Regions from separate parts of the Sus scrofa genome. Here region 1 is linked to region 2. Evidence: chromatin contacts called from public Hi-C data. All regions are on one chromosome and are shown on one strand. The core of a region is the stretch at or near the end of the contact, and the rest is flanking DNA. Distances in the headings are between cores, read along the strand shown.

Region 1 (3,627 bases), core at 182-2,681, 84 kb after region 2:
AGCTGCAAGGTGGCTGTGGCTTGGGCCAGGGTGGTGGCCTTGGTCGTGGGAGAGAAGTGGGCGGACTCAACTACTCAGGAGGTGGCCTTGTGTTGGGGCCACTGTCACTATGGGTTAGTTTGGGAGCCCGGAATCAGCAGGTATGGGCCAGGGCACAGACACCCTTCCTCTGCTCAATACTGGAAACCCATAAACTAACTTCTGCTCCAGGAAACCCAGATGGTCCTTTCGGTTCAAATTCTAGCTTCAAAAATGGACTTTGTTTTTTTCTGTTCGTCTGTATTAAGTCAGAAAGAAACGGATGCTTGGAGGGAAATTCATGTAGTTACTGCCGTGCAAGCAACACAAGCAGGACCTTCGGCTCTGGCCCTCCTTTGCCTCCTGCATTCTCACCTGTACCCCCTCAGGGTGTCTTCTCCCCCCACTGTGGGTGTCTACACTCGCGTCCTGGAGCAGCGAGTTTCTGGCATTCTCCAACAGGCAAGTCCTTTCACTGGGGCCGGTCTGTGGCTAGAAGCTGCAGTGAACATCCTCCAGCCTTTATCTTTGGCAAAGCTGTGAGCTTTCCTGAAGAAGTTCCTAGAAGTGCAGCTGCAAGATCTCAGGGCATGTGTTTGTGCACTTCCACCAGGTAGCCTCTGGCAGGTTCCTCCTTACTTGGATCCCCATCATCAGGATCTGATCTATTCATTCCGCAAGGATTTATTTAAAACCAGCTTTTGCCGGGCCCTCTTCTAGGTGCTTAAGGTACATCAGTGACCAAGACACTGTGGCTGGGGCTTCTATTCTGGTGGGGAGACAGAAACAGGAAGTACCAAGCCCAGGGTTGCCCAGGGTGCCGGATTATCAGTGCTTACACTGGGGAGGGCCTGGGCTCAGAGGAAAGAACAGTGAGTAAAATTAAAAGGTATTACTTACTATAGAAATTGAAGCAGGCAAGCCAAGGAGGATTGGGAACACTGGGGGAGGGAATTTTAGGTGGGAGGGAGTCAGGGAAGCCTCAGTGAGGAGACATTTAAATAAAGAGTTAAAAGCCGAGAGGAAGCAAGTTTTGCGGATATCTAGGGAAAGACTGTTCCCTGGCGGAGGAAGCAGCTGATGTTAATATCCTGGGGCAGAAATGAGCCCAGATGTTAGCAGTCTCCAAAATACGTGCCAGTCAGGGGCAAACGAAGGTGCCTCGTCTTTCATCTGCGTTTCCTCTTACCAGTGAGGCTGAGCCTGTCTTCGTGTGTCAGTGCCTGCATCTTTGTTTCCGAGTCTAGGGTCTGTGGTTGCTGACTTGCTCTCTGCCACTTAGTATTTTTAACCCTGTCTGTCCCTCCACTGTCGGGGCTGTGGTAGGTAATCGACAAGAACCTGTCCCTGCCCCTGAGCAGAGGAAGCACTCCCTGAGGAGGGGCTTTGCCGTCTTCAGATCGGGTGCTCCCTCTAGTGACAGACAGCAGCAGTGAAACGCCGGCTCCCAAACCGCAGACGGCGGGGGCAGGGCGGAGACCAAGTTGGATGAAAACTTTAGTCCCTAGGGCTTCCTTTAATGGCTATAAAACTGACCCCCCTGTTGCACAGCAGGAATAATGCCTGATGGGGAGTTCCTGTTGTGGCTCAGCTGGTTAAGAACCCGACTAGTCGGAGTTCCTGTGTGGTGCAGTGGAAGCAATCTGACTAGCATCCCTGAGGATGTGGGTTCGATCCCTGGCCTTGCTCAGTGGGTTGAGGATCCTGCATTGCCGTGAGTTGTGTTGTAGGTGACAGACGCAGCTCAGATCCTCTGTTGCTGTGTCTGTGGTTTGGGCTGGCAGCAGTAGCTTTGATTTGACCTCTAGCCTGGGAATTTCCATATGCTGCAGGAAAAAAAGAAAAGAAAAAAGAATAATGCCTGATGCTGGCAAGGGTGGGAGCAGACAGATGTTTTCACATACGTGGACTTGGCAGGGCTTTTGGACTTGCATCTTGGCACTGTATGGCGAACAGTCTTTAAAACACAATTGGGAGTTCCCGTTGTGGCGCAGTGGTTAACGAATCCAACTAGGAACCATGAGGTTGCGGGTTTGATCCCTGGCCTTGCTCAGTGGGTTAAGGATCCGGCGTTGCTGTGAGCTGTGGTGTAGGTCACAGATGCGGCTCGGATCCCGCGTTGCTGTGGCTCTGGCGTAGGCCAGAGGCTACGGCTCTGATTCGACCCCTAGCCTGGGAACCTCCACATGCCACGGGAGCGGCCCAAGAAATGGCAAAAAGACAAAAAAATAAAAGAAAATAAAATGAAAAAATAAAACACAATTGTCCTCTGACCCAGCAGTTCACCCCCCTAGGAGGTCACCCCAGGAAAAAGTAAGTGAATGCTCCACATGGTGTGCAGAAGGACCCGCCTCAAAGTGTTGTTTGTAGTAGTGAAAACTGGGAAAACTCCACGCGTCCAGTGGTATGGACTAGATTAAAAATCATGCTGCTGCCTGGACGGCAGTGTCCATGCCATGAGAGAGCCAGAGTCAGGAAAGAGACTGAGGAGCTGTTCAAGCTGGAGGAGCCTCGAGAGGCCAAGTGACCAGACGTGGCTGATCCTGGAGGACCCGGGGCTGAACGGAGAGGGGCTCCGAAAGGCCGCATCGGGACAGCGGGCGCAGGGTGAAGGTGCGTGTCATCAGTATGAAGTTCTTGATGGTGACCGTACTGCAGCTGTGTAAGAGAATGTCCTTGTCCTTCCCAAATGTCCCTTGGGGGCAACTTACTGTCCAGTGTCTCAGGAAAAAATGTACATGGGAAGAAAACTGTAAAGCAGTGTGATGAAACCTCAACAACTGATGAATTGACGAAGGTTGCGCAGGCGTTCTTGGACGTATTCTTGTACTCTTCTCCAAGTTTGAAACTATGTCAAGGTATGAAGTTAAAGGCATTTCCCTCCTGGCTCAGCAGGTTATTTAAGAATCTGGCACTGGTTCTGCTGTGGTGTGGGTTTGATTCCTGGCCTAGGAACTTCTGCATGCTGTGGACAGGCAAAAAACAAAAACAAAAACAAAAACAAAAACAGAGGAGTTCCTGCTGTGGCTCAGTGGGATCAGCAGCATCTTGGAAGCACTGGGTCGAAGGAGTGATCCCTGGCCCAGCACAGTGGCTTAGGGATGCAGTGTTGCCACAGCTGTGGCTTAGCTCATGGCTTTGGCTTGGATCTGATCCCTGGCCTGGGAACTCCATGTGCCACCAGGCGGCCAAAAAACAAACAAACAGGAGTTCCCACTGTGGTGCAATGGGATCAGCAGCGAATTTGCAGCTCCAGGATGTAGGTTTGATCCCCAGCCCAGCACAGTGGGTTAAAGGATCCAGCATTGCCACAGTTGCCCAATAGGTCACAACCGTGGCTTGGATCTGGTCTCTGGCCTGGAAACAGTGTATGCTGTGGGGCGGCCAAAAATGAAAACAAATGAACAAACTACCCCCAAAACACATGATGTTAAAAAGAAGTGCAGAGGGACTTCTCTTGTGGTGCAGAGGGTTAAGGATCTGGGGTTGTCACTGATGTGGCGTGGGTTCAATCCCTGGCTCAGGCACTTCTGCATGCTGTGGGTGAGGCCAAAACAAAAAAAAGGAAAAAAGGGAGTTCCCCGTCATGGCGCAGTGGTTAACGAATCC
Region 2 (3,671 bases), core at 520-3,019:
TGGTTACTTCTATGACATACATTTTAAGATAATTTCTAGAAGTAGGGCTGATAATATTTTATCAGGACATACCAAATTTTTACGAATTCTCTGTTTTGTCTAGAATATCTGTATTGATTACATGTATCTGTGTGACAGAGCCTAAGAGGCTTTACCATCATTCATTTGTCCTGCTTCCCATGCAATTTAATAACTAAGGAAGCCGAATTTGGATAATATTTCTCTCTTGGGGATCCTCCAGGGGCCCTCTCCAAAGCATCCCAAAGTTAGCTTGAGGTCAAAGGTCAAAAGAGCTTCCGCTGTGGAGCTCCCTGGTGGCTCAGCAGTTTAAAGATCTAGTGTCATCACAGTGGCTCCAGTCACTGCTGTGGCACAGCTCAATCCCTGGTTTGGGAGCTTCTATTCCATGGGCACAGCCAAAAAAAAAAAAGAAAGAACGAACTTTGATTAGGATTTGATATTTGAAGAGTTTGTCCAGACCAAAAAAATTTCAAAACACCTGGTCCAAGAGGATCATAGGTCTCTACATTCACTTAACAAAAGTGACAATAAAAGCAAATACAGAAAGTTAAGAGATGACTAAAGAAACTTTACCGTCTCTTGTCAAAAACAGAACAATATTTTAAGAAAAGTTTGTTCTCTTAGTAGAGAGAAAACCAAATTCGCTTTGTAACAGTTCAGTATTAAAATGCATTTACTTCATGAAATTCAGTCTGGTCTTAGCCAATCGTGAACACATACAAAACTTTTCCTCAGGGTTTCTTTTCCTGTAATAAAAGGTATTTCCCTTCCTCCTCAAACCTTGTCTTACTGAAAATAGGCCTTCCACTCCCCCCCTCGCATTGCATAACGAATAGTTTTCCTCATTTTAGTAGCTTTTTTGTTTGGCCCTGCCCCAGACATGTGGAAGTTCCTAGGCCAGGAATCAGACCCATGCCACAGCAGGGACAACACTTGATCCTTAACCCACTGCACCACAAGGGAACTCCTATAGCTTTAATTACATATATATTTTATTTTATTTATTTATTTATTTATTTTTGGTCTTTTTTTAGCTATTTCTTGGGCCGCTCCTGTGGCATATGGAGGTTCCCAGGCTAGGGGTCGAATCGGAGCTGTAGCCCCCGGCCTAAGCCAGAGCCACAGCAACGCGGGATCCGAGCCATGTCTGCAACCTACACCACAGCTCACGGCAATGCCGGATCGTTAACCCACTGAGCAAGGGCAGGGGCCGAACCTGCAACCTCATGGTTCCTAGTCGGATTCGTTAACCACTGCGCCACTACGGGAATTCCACATACATATTTTAATTCTTAACTTCAAAGCCTAGTTTCTAGCAATACTGAAGAAAGAGGAGTTCCTGAGTTCTCATTATGGCTCAGCAGAAACAAATCTGACTAGTATCCATGAGGACAAAGATTCAATCCCTGGCCTTGCTCAGTGAGTTAAGCTCCAGGCTTGCCATGAGCCGTGGTGTAGGTCACAGACGTGGCTTGGATCCTGAGTTGCTGTGGCTGTGGTGTAGGCCAGTGGCTATAGCTCTGTTTCGACCCCTTGCCTGGGAACCTCCGTATGCCACAAGTGCAGCCCTTAAAAAAAAAAAAGAAAGAAAAAGAAGAGGAGTTCCTGCTGTGGTGCAATGGGATGGGCAGCATCTCTGCAGTGCCAGGACGCAGGTTCCATCCCCAGCCAGGCACAGTGGGTTAAAGGATCCAGTGTTGCTGCAACTGCGGCTCAGATTTGACCTCTGGCCTGGGAACACCAGAGGCCACAGGGCAGCCAAAAACAAACAAACAAGCAGAACCTGAAAAGGAAGCAGTTATGAATGGTCCTTTACATTAAGATTATGTTAGATTAGCAAACTTATAACTACTCTTAATGGTTTCTAGAAACCATGTGCCTTTTTTTTTTTTTTACAGAAAATGTCTTAGTGTGGCACCAACCATATTTATTACGTAGTCCTAATTACCTTCAGTTTCTCTGTCAAAGGAAGCCTATATTCAGTAAATAATGTTCTTTTTTTTTTCTTTTCTAAGTAATGTTCTGGCATCTTATTTGGAAATGATCTGGATCGTCAGTGGATTTCCATCATTTAACTTAATGTAGCAAAACTCTGAAGTTTCAAGTTACCAAAATCTGGAGAGACTATCTTTTTTCTTTTTTCTTTTTTTAAATTAGAGTTGATGTACACTGCTATGTCAATTTCTGCAGTACAGCAAAGTGACCCCATCACACAGTTATGTGTATACGTTCCCTTTTATTTATTTATTCATTCATTCTTTTTTAATTTCCTTTCTTTTATTACTATTCTTCTTCTTCTTCTTTTTTTTTTTTTTTTTTTGTCTTTTGTCTTTTGTCTTTTGTCTTTTTAGGGCCACATCCGCAGCATATGGAGGTTCCCAGGCTAGGGGTCAAATCGGAGCTGTAGCCACCAGCCTACACCAGAGCCATAGCAACGCGGGATCCGAGCCACGTCTGCGACCTACACCACAGCTCACAGCAACACCGGATCCTTCACCCACTGAGCAAGGCCAGGGATCGAACCTGCAACCTCATGGTTCTTAGTCGGATTCGTTAAGCACTGCGCCACGACGGGAAATCCCAACGTCGTCTTAATCCATTCATCTGTTGGTGGACATTTAGGTTGTTTCCATGTCTTGGCAACTATGAATAGAGCTGTGATGAACATGCAGGTGCATGTGTCTTATTCAATGAACGCTTTTTGTCTGGATGTAAGCCCAAGAGTAGGATTGCTGGGTCATATGATAGTTCTGTTTTTAGTTTTCCAAGGGGCCTCCATACTGTTTTCCACAGTGGTTGTACCAGTTTACATTCCCACCAGCAGTGCAGGAGGGGTCCCTTTCCTCCACCCGCTCTCCAGCGGTGGTGATTTGTGGACTCGTTAATGAGGGCCATCCTGACAGAGGTGGGGGCATATACACACCTGATAGTCCCTTTCTCATACTATCTTCCATCATGTTCTATCCCAGGAGACTGGATATCCCTGTGCTATTCAGCAGGACCTCACTGCTAACCCATTCTAAATGTAGTAGTTTGCATAGTAGCCATGAGGAGGTGGGTTCCATCCTCGGCCTCACTTAGTGGGTTAAGGATCTGGCATTGCTGTTGAACTGTGGGGAAGGTTGCTGATGCGGCTTGGATCAGGCGTTGCCTGTGACTGTGGCATAAGCCCCAGCTGCAGCTCCGATTCAACCTCTGACATGGGAACTTCCATATGCTGCAGGTATGGCTGTGAAAAAAAAAGGGGGGGGGGAGATTTGGGAAGTAGTAAAATGATTGGTGAGCTTAGGGTTATTTCTGGAGCCACACTTCTGGTCCTGTAAAGACTAGATGTGGAGGAGTTCCCATCGTGGAGCAGTGGTTAACGAATCCGACTAGGAACCATGAGGTTGCGGGTTCGATCCCTGGCCTCACTCAGTGGGTTAAGGATCCAGTGTTGCCGAGAGCTGAGGTGGAGGTCACAGATGCCACTCGGATCCTGCATTGCTGTGGCTCTGGCGTAGGCTGACAGCTGCAGCTCCAATTGGACCCCTAGCCTGGGAACCTCCGTATGCTGTGGGCGCAGCCCTAAAAAAACAAACAACAAAAAAAGATTAGACGCGTAAAACAGGGACGGTTTATTTATTTATTCATTTTACTTATTTTTATTT

Evidence for each region. Hi-C and Micro-C count contacts between places; a contact is called where the count stands out from the background.
Region 1: a contact with region 2 is called in a Hi-C map of liver, with 5 times the contacts expected there. The contact joins two enhancer-like sites. A contact is called at or near these places in 1 of 5 promoter capture datasets (liver), 11 of 47 Hi-C or Micro-C datasets (alveolar macrophages, blood, embryonic fibroblasts and 4 more) and 2 of 2 datasets of contacts at active chromatin or transcription factors (alveolar macrophages and skeletal muscle).

Annotation. Positions count from the first base shown.
Region 1 is chr6:59,575,635-59,579,261 of Sscrofa11.1, forward strand. No RefSeq gene overlaps it. Among named protein-coding and RNA genes, the nearest start is that of UBE2S, 7.0 kb to the left of the region's middle. Within about 2 kb of position 1,432, at least 20 of the 83 cell types and tissues checked have an H3K27ac peak or open chromatin away from gene starts, as enhancers often do. A contact at or near this core is called in liver, where this site is marked.
Region 2 is chr6:59,491,687-59,495,357 of Sscrofa11.1, forward strand. All of the region lies in intron 17 of BRSK1 (serine/threonine-protein kinase BRSK1), which reads left to right. Among named protein-coding and RNA genes, the nearest start is that of TMEM150B, 13 kb to the right of the region's middle. Within about 2 kb of position 1,770, at least 1 of the 83 cell types and tissues checked has an H3K27ac peak or open chromatin away from gene starts, as enhancers often do. A contact at or near this core is called in liver, where this site is marked.